Regions from separate parts of the Mus musculus genome. Here region 2 is linked to region 1. A link is a contact called in public HiChIP or PLAC-seq data. All regions are on one chromosome and are shown on one strand. Each heading gives the region's core, a stretch centred on a gene start, on an enhancer-like site or on the middle of the called end of the contact. The rest is flanking DNA. Distances are from core to core; before and after follow the strand shown.

Region 1 (5,956 bases), core at 1,314-3,813:
CGTTGACCAGCCGGTCCACACTCAGCCCGTTGGCGGTGGAGAAGGAGTGGTTGTTGCCCAGCGAGTTTTGAGTCAACACGGAGCTGTAGGGCATGGGGTGGCTGGGGTAGGCCGACGTGGTCCCGTTGTAACTCAAAGTGCTGCTGGCGCGGGGGTGGTGCAGGGACAGGAAGGGCGACATGGGCCAGTAGAGGGAGCCGGCGCGGTCCATGAAGGTGAGGCCGGTGGAGGTGAGGCGCGCCCCGCGCTTAAAGGCCAGCTTGGCCCGAGACGTGGTGGAGCGGCGCCGCAGCTTGCCGGTCGTGCCGCCGATGAACACGTCGTCGCTCGACGGGTCGAGCATCCAGTAGTTGCCCTTGCCCGGGTCGTCGTAGTGGCGCGGTACCTTCACGAAGCACTTGTTGAGGGACAGGTTGTGGCGGATGGAGTTCTGCCAGCCCTGCTTGTTCTCGCGGTAGTAGGGGAAGTTCTTCATGATGAACTCATAGATGCCATTGAGCGTCAGGCGCTTCTCGGGACTCTGCCTGATGGCCATCATGATGAGCGCGTTGTAGCTGAACGGCGGCTTCTCGTACTTGCCGTTCTTCTTGTCGCCCTCCTTGCCCCCCTCCCCGTCCTTGCCGCCCTCGCCCGCCCCTTTCTTCTCCTCCCCCCCGGCGCCCGCGCCCTTCTCCTTCTCGTCCGGCCCGACGGGCGCCAGCTCCGCCGGCCCGCCGCCCGGCTCGCCTTTGGCTCCAAGTGCGTCAGCCTTGGCCCCGTCCAGGGCGGTGGAGGGCGGGAGCAGGAGCGGCTGGGGACCCTTGTCGTCGTCGGCTGCTGGGGCGCCGCGCGCCTGCGGGGGCTGCGGGGCCGGGGGCGGCTGCTGCTGCTGCTGCTGGGGCGGCGGTGGAGGCGGCTGGGGCGCGGGCGGCGGCGGGTGGTGGTGGTGGTGATGATGATGGTGATGCTGGGGGTGGTGGCTGTTGTGGTGGCCGTGGCTCGCGTGGTGGTTGTCGTTCTGGACGGCCTCGGGGACCAGGCTGTTGATGCTGAACGAGGACTTGGGAATCATTTTCACCTCTTTCCTATCTCCCATGTCCAGCATCACCCAGGCGTCGGGGGGCGGCGGCGGCGGCGGCGGCGGCACGGGAGCCGGGCAGCAGCGCGGCGGGCGACCAGCGGGTTCGGAGTGGGGCGCGGGGGGAGCGGGCAGCGGAGGCGGCACTGAGCGCTCCGGCAGCAGCGCAGTTGGACCGCAGGCTCCGGCGCTGGCAAGGCATGTAGCAAAAGCTGCAACCACCCCTCAAGAATTAGAGAGAGAAAGAGAGAGGGAGAGAGAGAGAGAGAGGGAGAGGAGATAGAGAGAGAGAGAGAGAGAGAGAGAGAGAGAGAGAGAGAGAGAGAGAGAGAGAGAGAGGGAGGCTAGAGGCAGAAGCAACCCGTCGCCCGGGGTGCAGCGCCCCGCTCCGTTCCGCGCCCGGCCTCCCCCTCCCCCGCTGCCTCCTCCTCCTCGCGCCGCAGCAGTCACAGCAGCAGCAGCGGCAGCCCGAAGGGGGGGAGAGCCGGGCGGCGGGCGGGCGCGTCCCGGAGCGGCCGCAGCGAGGCTAGGAGACAGCGATCGAGGCAGCTATAGCCACAATTAATTTTCCGAGCTACAGGCGCACACTAGGGCTGTAAAAAAATTTTTGGTTTAACCTTTCCTACTGCCGAACCAATCAGTGCCGCCGGCGTGCAGGAGCGTCTGGCTAGCCGTCGACCAATCGGGGGCCCAGGGCCCGCCCATCCCCGCCCCGCCCCGGCCCCGCCCCCCGCTCACCGCCCCCTCCGGGTGGCGGGGCCCAGGCCTGGAGCCGCGGGGACCGGCGGGAGATCGCCCACCCGGCCAGGATTAGCGTGGGGCGTGCGCCCCGGGCCGCGGCCGCTCGACTGTGGCCTCCTCCCTGTATGGGATTATTTTCCTTTGCGCGTCAATATTTATCCTTATTGATTAAAGTTTGTATCCAATTTTGTCTGGAAGAGCGGGGCGGGGGGCGCGGCGGAGGGGCGAGCTGCGAGGGTGCGGGAGAGGGCGTGAACCCTGGGGACGCGGCGGCCCCGGCAGCGCCCTGGGAGCGAGCGGGCCAGCAAGCTCCGGAGAGCCGGGCATCGGGGGAACGGGGCCTGGAAGGTGGGGCGGGGGCGGCCACGGCCAGGCCGGTACTTACAGCTTCCTGCGGCCCGCGGCGAGCTCGGCTGTGAAGCTGGGCTGAGGGCGGCGAGCGGGGGCGGCTGAGCGGTGGGTGCGTTCTGTGGAGGCCTTCCACGCACGCGGGCGGGCGGGCGGAGAGCTGCCCCGGGCGAGCACAGACCCAAACAGTCCCGAAATAAAGCAGGTAACACGTGTGTTCTCCCTCCGTCTCGCTTCACTCCCAGAGTCGCGCTCACGCGCGGGTGACCCGGTGGCAGTTGTCTCCTCGGGCACTCCACCTCCTCTTCAGCTTCTAGGCAGTACTGGAAGCCGGTAGCCGCGATCGATCATCCTGGAAATATTTTCATTTTGCTTGACATTGAAGAAAATATGAGTGGGCGTCTACTTCCGTTTTTTTTTTTTTTAAATCCTATGTTTGCTCCTTTTTCCCATTTCACAAATACTTTATCTCTTTAAAACCTCAATCTTGAAACACCAGTAGGGCGAAATCAGCTCTTACCCTTCTTGGATGCTGCTGGAATGCTCTGGGGAGCCCAAGGAAGGTGGATTTGACAGTCCTAGCTTCTGGGGTTTGGGGGATGGTTTGGTGGGGAGGTTGAAACGAGTGGGTAGCTTGTAATTCAAGGCCTTTAAAAAGATCGCGGCCAGGGCCAGGGCCAAGGCCCAGCATTTCCCAGGGATTGGAATTTAGTGCGGAGCACACAGATCACAAATCCTCACTGGCTCAAAGCGCGCCACGTTGTAAGCAGAGGCCGTAGCCAGAGAGGAGAGGGAGGTGGAGACACATAGGTCACGAGTATCTTTCCCCTCCTCTTTAAGGTAAAATACTCTACCCATGCCAGCATTCATTTTGATGAGCTCTTAGCTAAATGATCTCTCAGTCTTGATATAAAAAAAAAAAAGGAAGGAGAAAAAACAGGGCCTATGTGTGGTACTAAAATCTACCAGAAACATGCAATACTCAAAATAATAGGGAGTTATTCTGATGTTCTCACCCCCCAAATTTGAAATGGGGCGCAGAAAGAGGGGAGGGAAAGAGAGGGAAACGCTAGCGAAAATTATCCACAATTACAAATAGCTAGCAAATTTTATATCTATTGGAGTGTTGTAAGAGATCTTTGATTATTTGTCCCCAAATATCCTTCCACTGCTTGGATCTCTTCCTACATATCCGCTGACTTTAAAACAAGCTATGCATGACGGAAAAGGCCAGGGTTCTAGCAATCAGCTTTGCAAAACACATTGGTGCCAAAGGTTGATTTCTAGGCTTGGGGTTTCTCACGGAGCCTGGCGACGTGATGAGCTTTGCCAACCTAGCTAGAGAGATCTGTGAGCCTGGGTTGTCTTGTTCATTTCCCTTCCCACTCTTTTCTCCTCCTCAGGCCCATTTTCCCTGGTGGTTCCTCAATGCGCTTGCCTTCCTTCCTCCTCCCCTCTCCCTTCTTCCCCTTTCACTAACCCACCCCTTCTCCCTCCCTCCTTTCCTCTCCCCTTCACTCCTCCACCTACTCCTCCCCATCCCCCAGCCCCCCTTCTCACCACCGCTTATAATGGCTCCCGGGGCTCCCTCAGAGGTGGACGGCCCGGTACGTTTTCGTAGTCGGTCTAGCGTGAAATGATTCGGTGTAACCGGATTCTTGGGAAAGGACAGGTTACGTAAACATTTACTGATGTGGAGTAACTATACTATTTGTACTCTGATATGCAGGAAGGAAAGTGTTGATTAACACAGAAGAAAAAAAAGCGAAATTAGCTGATTGCATGCTCATAAGTGCAAGCTGTCATTGAACTGCTTTTAAAATAGACACAGCTGGGTGTTTGTGTTGAAAAATTTCTTGTGTTTTTGCTAATACTGAAATAAGCATGATTTTGTATACCAAACATTTTCAGATCATTAAAATTTGTAATCTGTGCTGGTTTTAAACACAAAGAAAAGAAACAGAATCATTTCGATGTAAAATTTGCTGATATTATATTAACTCAATCAGGTCTGTACAAATTGTGCATTGTGTCTCCTAAAATCTGTTTGATCAATTTAATACACAAAGTGCCAAACGTGGGTATTGTTTGTTAACATTGGACATTTTATTCAAATCTGAGCTCAGCAGTGAACTGGAGGAGTTGTTCCTTGAATACAACACCAGCTCTGACTGATGAATTTTTAATGTTTTGAGGTGCTTCTTAGGTTAAAGCTAAGTGTGTATTGTTTTGTTACCCCGTGGAAGAAATTAGCAGGCAAAGTAAGGTTTTTTTTTTTTCTTCTGTTTACTTTCAAGGAGCAAAAACTGGGTTTTGTACAGTGAGAGCTGCAATACTCTGATTTTATATGTCAAGGCTTATGGCGGCTTGAAAATTGTTTTGCATGCAGATTAAGGGTGTGCTGTGTTATTTTAAGGTTACGTGAATGCGAGTCTCTCAAAGCAGGATGATTGATCGTAAAAACATAGCATATAGTTTGAAATAATATTAAAACTAGTTTCCTGATGCAAAGGTTATTTGCAATTCCCGAAAAAGCAAGTTTGAATCCCTTTAAATAATTTTACTTGTTCTTTATGGTGAGATGGGGCTATATATCAGAATGCACACACATATGTATATCAGGCTTGTTCAACAAAACATGCACTGTTTACTCAGAGGCTTATATTTGTGTAAGCAATGGTTTCTTTTTAGATCTGCTGCTAGCTGAAGCAGAGGGGGAAGGAGTTCCTGGACAAAGTATTGTGAAGTTGAAAGTCTCTGGATGAGGCTTTGTATATCCTACCAACCAATTTGGGTGCAAATTGGATTTGAAGTCCTGCCCACGTCCACCGAGGGCCTCTTCCCTCTGCACATAAAGCCCTGTTTTCAGCCTCCTAGTCGCTGTGATTACCTTCAGAAGACAGAGGGCAGGCAGCCAGTGGTCTCAGACCGGAAACAAATCCCCCCACCAGTATAATTTTCCCTCCTAATCAATTTAACCTCACACATATAAATTTGCAAATGTGTAGTCTTAGGAAAGTAATGAATAGAAGAGCACACCAGAGTAAATGTGATCTGTTAGTTTACATAGTGGTGACCTCGTAGACCTCAGCTCTCATCCACTACCTACTCACTCAAAAAAAAAAAAGGACAAGAATTGTAGAGCGAGCAATTTCAGCAGAAGAGTTGCTGGAGAAGTGTAGATTATTCCTTGTCAATTTTAAAATTAATCTCCAAGCTTACACAGCGCACTTCATTCGAGCAGGGGGCAGCTTATTTTTATTCCATCTTTGAGGGTGGATGGATGTTGCATTTTCTTTCTTGGGTACATTGTTTTGTTTTGTTTTGGGCCATCTTTACTTTCTAGTAACAAGGGTGGGCCATATTTATCAACTTCCATCTTTCCCCTGGGAGCAGAGACAAACTCAAGCTAAAGTTCTCTTCTTACAAATGCACAGGACGGTTTGTGACCTCTTGACATGTGGGAGTCAGTAGATCCCATGCTGAGACATCCAGGTATTTCAGTGGTTCTGTAACAAATGAAGTCTGCCTTCCCTAGAGCCAACTTGTCTATAATCTCTTCCTAACAGCAGGTAATGGTGCTAACATTTAGTGATTAGAAGTTACTCTTTAGCGTGTTGTATCCTTGTTCTGTGGGTTTTGGTTACAGGTTATACGATTAGGTTTGCGAGAACAGTAGTGAACTAAACTTCCCAGTAAGAGGTCTTCACACCAGGGAAGTGTGACTTTTCCTAGGCAGCCCTGCCTCGTCACTCATTAGGGAGCTGCAGGTTGTCAGAGGCTGCTCTCAGCAGGCTCATGCACGCACCC
Region 2 (5,956 bases), core at 1,755-4,254, 500 kb before region 1:
GAAGTATAATTCGTCTTGAACATTTGAGTACTTGGTCTCCTGTTGGTGGTCCAGTTTAGGGAGGTTTTGAAGGTATATCCTTGCTGTAAGAAGTATTCCACTAGTGATAGGCTTTGAAAGCTCAAAGTCTTGTCCTATTTGTCTCTCTCTGCTTCACAATTGTAGGTCAAAATATGAATATTAAACTTGCTATTTGAGCTGCTATGCCTGCCAATCACTGGCATGCTTCCCCTGTTGTCATAGACTCTAACTCTCTGGTATTGTAAACTCAAATAAACTCTTTTCCATGAGTTGCATAAGTTCCATGGTATTTTATCACAGTAACAGAAAAGTTACAGAAGCCATTTTTGGCTGGCATTACTTGAGGTGATAGAAGGTGTGTACTACTCTCAGCTCATAGGTGTAATACAAAGGTGCAGCTAAGCAAATCCACAGAAGGACACACCCTATTATAGAGGTATCCTACTCTAATTTGCCTAGGATTGTGATAGTACTTTACAGTGAGATATTGATCAAATTGCTGCAGAAAAGTTAGACAGTATTGAAAGATAATCACTCTTCTCTGATAATCACTCTTCTCATTAAAATATGATAATATTTTACTGCTTCCTACTATTGTAATATTAAGTTGTTGGATATTTTTTGGATTAATTTTTGTGCCTCCTTATACTTTGATATGTTTTATTTTCTTTCTCCTCTCCCTTTAATACAAGGTCATAAGTGTGGAGTACTGTTTTATGGGTTATAAATGTCCTTTGGTAGGTTCTTAAACACAGTCATTTTTAACTAAATGAATTCCTGCCTGGTGAGATGAATTACACAGTAAATGTGCTTTTCCCAAAGCCTAATGACCTGAGCTTGATTCCCAGACCTATACAGTGGAAAGAGATAACTGATTACAAGTCACATGTGTTTCCCCCCAAACACAAACATACATGCACACACACACAATCAATCACTTGTAATTTAACTTTAAAAAATAGACTTTTAAGTAAGGTAAAATTAATTAGTTTCTGGGTGACTGGTTCCCTCCCTCCCTCCCCTCATTTTAACCTTCCTTCCTTCTCTGTCTCTTTCTTCCTGCCTTCCTCCTTCTCTCCTCTCCTCCCTCCTACCCTCTGCCCTTTTTCCTTCCTTCTAAAAGCGTTTTTTATAGACTCAATAGTGAGTCAGATAATTGTTGAAATCCTTAGTCCCTTCAACAATATAAACATACGTGAAAATATTTTATTTGATTTATAAGAAATTCATAGATAACCCAAAGAACATTTGTAGAAACAATGTATCCCAAAATCCTTGTCCACAGAGGGAGGGGGCCCAGGAAACTTATAAAGTCAGATATTTACGCAGCTCCTTAAACTGGTAAAACTGTAAAAAGAAATCTATCCTCATCACAGTCCTTAGACAAGTCAACAGACTGCCAAGGCTATATCCCAGGGGAAGCCCATTGGAACACCCAGTGACAATGCTGCTTCTGAGTTAGGATGTGACTTATTCTCTGGCATGTGCACAATATGACCTAATATCTTAAGGTATACAAACCAATGTATGATCTAACAGAACTTCCTCTGCTCCATTAACCACAAAGTTCAATCAGCATTCCTTTACTGATTATCTATTTGCTATTCAAAAGGCAAAGGAGGTTGCTAAGTCTAAAGGGGGAATATTTTCTAGTGATACATGTCTGTTCACAGAATCCTTATCATAGCTTGCCAGTTTTCTCAGAGAACTTTGTGACAACTGCTCACAGTAGGCAAAAATCAGACTCCAGAATTGATTTTGGCATTCTGTATTGATCATATTGCTGATGATCTTTAAAGCATCTTGCTGTCCCAGACTTCACTTATGTCAGGGAGAATTAGCAAATCTCTCTGATACTGGTATGTTCAAACTTTACCAAATCTTGAGTTCTGAAAATAAAGCATAGGAAGCAAATTGTAATTGTCATCAATATTTAAGAGTCATCTCTAGCCAAAAAGCATCAACAAGCCAACAGAACATTTTACGCCGATGCTGTTCTGATTTTACACAGATCCATAATAACTTGAAGACTCTGCAGAAGAAAACAATAGTGGCGTCATCTTGATTTTGAGGCTTTTATTTAATTTTATTTGGTGTATAAGACAAACATGTGATTGAGAGCTTTTGTCTGAAAAAGTCAAAGGGAATGAAAGGTAACAGAGGAAGCAATGAGAGAGCAGAAGAGAGACTTGACAAAACTAGAAAAAGCAAAACTGTGAATGTTAACCCAAAGGGACACCAATTTAAATGTCTGTTTGTCTCAACATATGAATGTTTTTGTGTATATGTATACAAACATTTATTTCATATTATTTAGTGTTTGTTGGAAGAAATATAGAAAAATATAATTACTTACATTTTCTTGGTCTTCTTGAGAAGTCACTGTTTTTATAGAAATAAAAAATAGTGTATAGAAGAATTAGTGAAGTTTACGTCATTCAGTGAAGAGAAAAACCTAGTCTATTGAAAATCTGCTAGAGCTTCTAAGACGTGAAAGATGTTAAGACAGTGCCTAGAATCTAGTAGTTTTATTTCCTGTACGTGTATTAGATAAGTGGTCATCACTGATGTGCATTTCAACCAGGTTAGAAAGAACTTTTTCTTGTCAAGTCTCTAGCCATGTTAGCTTGAGCCAAGCACATCTTTAGAAATGTAAGTTAAGTCAGACTTGTAGAGTAGATCTCAAACATAAGGGTTTGATCTTATTTCTCTTTTTCCCCCAAATGAATTTGGCCTAAAATGTTAACAAAATTGGAAACAGCTGTGTTAAAAAACTACTTTCTTTTCCATTTTTAGTCTTGTAGACCAATATAAATGTCTTCATTTTTGTGGATCCTCTCCCCCACATCCAGATGTTATATATTTCTCAATAATCCTCAGCAAAATTGCCAAAGCCAACAAGAAGTTTTAACATGTAAATTCAACACATTGTTTCCTGCTCATCATGGCCTTTTCTCCATCAGCCCCATCCTCATCAGATTTCAGATGCTCGGCAGTTGACATAGCTACAGCGAAGGGCTCTGAGTCATCATCTCATTGTGGGATGGATTCCTTTTAAATTTTTTTGTCTGATTCATGAACTGCTTTTTGAAAATCTAAAAATGGTTCATGAATTGCTTGGGAGTTGGCAAAAATTAATAATAATGAGCCCATTTTGAGTACACTGAAATGAACTGATTATCATTGCAAGCTGTTGCTAATTTGGATTCTTGATGGCAAGAGAGGTTTCTACAGGAGCCTTTTCACAAGCAAGTGGGACAGATTTTATAGTGTGGTAGCAAAAACACTTCTGTAGACTTTACCTCTATTTTTCCTTTTAAGATTATATGATATGATATAGAAATAGTTGGAGATTATCAGAGCAGTGTTTCTAAAATCATTATGTAACCTCACAGGGAAAAGTGATACAACAACCAACAGACATTTGAAACAAATGGTAAACTGCAGACATGTCATTTAGTCCAATAAATGAGCTCAGGTTTTTCTCAAATGTTAGGAGACTGAGTTCTTTTGGTTATGCTTGGACACATCTAGTTATTTTATCCTAATTTATTAGCCAGACTAGCTTGTTTTTTTTAAATATCAGTTTCTAATCATTTTCTTCTAAGATTTCAAAGCCGTCAGCTTTGGCAACATTAATAAACTAGGTTTTCGAAGGGAGTTTAATACATATTACACACAAAATAAGAATTTCTTTGTTACATCTTGTGTAACAACAACTGGGTAAAGCAAAGACAGGTGGATCACAGACACTAATGAAATGTCTTACATATTATAAACTACACTCACCAAAGAATCATAAAAATATTTTAGCTTAATTTGAGAAAATATTTTTCAAAACAGCAAAACAAAAATAAACTAAAAAGAAATCCATTTGCCTTCTCATGAACTTGTGAAACTAAATAATTTAATGCTGTGTTTTCTCAGTAATCATCTACCTGTACTGGTGTTTTATGTTTTGAAACCAAGCAAATGATCTTTGGAAGCAATAACCTATGAATACAAACTAATTATGAAAGATATAATTTGACCTCCTGTGGTTGACTACACAATTGGATGAATTACTTTAATTTGTTGTTGAATGAGCATGTATAACTGTCTACAAGATAATTAAATAAATTTAACATTTAGAGAAGTCATTCTATCCTCTCGCATTTACAGCTTAGGGGAATTTTTACCTTTTGTCCAAATTCTACTTATCCAATCAAATGAGTAGGATAGTAATAAAAATAAAACCTCCTGCACTGCATCCAATCCATATTTAATAGTGAACAGAGTCTACAACAAAGGACATGTTTTCCAAACTGTATTTGTTAACATTTTCTTTCTTCATTTTCCTAATCAAAGCCAATAAGTACAGCAGTGTTCAAAACAGAGCTCCTTTGGCAGTAATAGGATAGTCAAGCTCAAAATAAATTTCTTTATCTGTAAATATTTAGCAAAGCAATGCTTCATCATGTTAAGGAAGTGATGATAAATTTTTTAGGCAATGTAAGAAATGCTTATAGAGTGTATTCTGGAGATGGAGACAGTAATGATCTGAGAACTGTTACCATCCTTGGGTGGGGAGTAAAAGCTGACAAATAAAACTTAGCCTTCGTAGAACAATTCTTAAAATTGTTATCTACTTTCCCAGGCTGAGCTTTGTTGAATCCAGAAAACCTCCTAGGAATCCCAGCTTGAAGCAGGTAGTGCTCTATAGTCTCCTACTGCATATAAATGCCAAATCATGCTACGGCTTAATACAGAAAAGCTGTTTTATTCTCAGTTTGAAGTGTGAAAGGAAACCAGAAATACCACAAGGCATACACAAAATTTTAAATAGTTTTACAGTATTCTGAAAGGAGCTTGCTTATTCATATATATGAAAGCTCTAGAGTCAGGAGAATATTTACCCATGTGTGAACTTGGAAAACACTGACCCAGGTAAGCATGGTCAAAGCATCCCATCTTTACATCAGTGGATTAGATGTCACCTTGAGGGAATTAGGGAACAGAGGAGGACAGTTAAGAGAGGAAAGATTATTCTGAGGTGAGATCTCTCTGCACCCTGCAACCTGCACTTTAAGTCTTTTTATTTCAACTCTTATATCCAATGAACTAAAAATTTTCAGGGGGAAGGAAATTACATGTTAATTAAAGTATTACATCGAGAGAAACATATTTGAATTCACATTAAATGACAGTTCCATGTGACTAAATGCCTGCATCCTATGGAAAGGCAAAGAATCCCGTTTTTTAGAAACAATGGCCAGTAGCTTGCAAAGAAGCTCTCTTTAGTTGATACTTGTAGCTAAGAGATGATGAAAGAGAAAACAGATATGTAGTTATAGGTATAAGTTTAGATATAGATGTGCAATTAATTATAATATCTGGCCTTAATATTTCACTGAATATAGTGGTATATTTCTGAAATGAAGGTATAACAGAGGTGGGAATGTCTAGGGGAACAACAGAAAACCATGGTCCTTGTAATCTTCACTTTAATATCGTGAGTCCATACGTCCAAGGAATTCCTGAAGCTATTTCTTTCTGTCATCTCATCTTTACACTCATGTCTCACAACAGATCTGCCTCCTAATCCTCCAATTCTCACAGTGAACATCCCTCTTGGAAAGGGGTTGCCTTGCCTTCTCAGCCACAAATTAGAGTTTGCCATTTACTTTAATAAACCACTAGAGACAGCAAAAAGTTATACATTGCTAAATTTAAAAATAGAACTTCAATCATTGATTCTGTGACATCCGATATCATGGAGACAGTGACCTTTGAAGCTCATTGAAGTATAACTCAGAGCCAAACCTGCAAAGGGATCCAGGGCCCAGGGCCTAGGGCCCAGGACAAATCCTTGGAATCTACTCCAGCTTTCTCAGTGCAGTTTAAATAAAGGACTACCTGAAAAAATAGAACTCCAATATTTGTGGTATGAACATGC

Evidence for each region. HiChIP or PLAC-seq counts read pairs in DNA pulled down with a chosen protein or histone mark.
Region 2: a CTCF HiChIP or PLAC-seq map of the NIH/3T3 cell line shows a contact between it and region 1, with 7 read pairs. The contact joins the enhancer-like site here to the promoter of Foxg1 in region 1. A contact is called at or near these places in 2 of 39 promoter capture datasets (the 3T3-L1 cell line and hippocampal neurons), 1 of 15 datasets of contacts at CTCF or cohesin (the NIH/3T3 cell line), 5 of 484 Hi-C or Micro-C datasets (adipose-derived mesenchymal stem cells, cortical neurons and embryonic fibroblasts), 7 of 115 datasets of contacts at active chromatin or transcription factors (SST interneurons, embryonic fibroblasts, embryonic forebrain and 4 more) and 2 of 9 other capture datasets (adipose tissue and pancreatic islet).

What each region holds. Positions count from the first base shown.
Region 1 is chr12:49,379,614-49,385,569 of GRCm38.p6, reverse strand. It overlaps Foxg1 (forkhead box G1), which reads right to left and starts at 2,563. Exons shown (of 2, transcript NM_008241.2): 1 at 2,184-2,563; 2 at 1-1,269. The coding sequence starts at 1,084. Gm34304 (predicted gene, 34304) reads left to right here and starts at 3,742. Exons shown (of 2, transcript NR_168648.1): 1 at 3,742-3,753.
Region 2 is chr12:49,884,504-49,890,459 of GRCm38.p6, reverse strand. No RefSeq gene overlaps it. Among named protein-coding and RNA genes, the nearest start is that of Gm40418, 230 kb to the left of the region's middle. Within about 2 kb of position 3,004, at least 23 of the 459 cell types and tissues checked have an H3K27ac peak or open chromatin away from gene starts, as enhancers often do. A contact at or near this core is called in the NIH/3T3 cell line, adipose-derived mesenchymal stem cells, hippocampal neurons and 1 more, where this site is marked.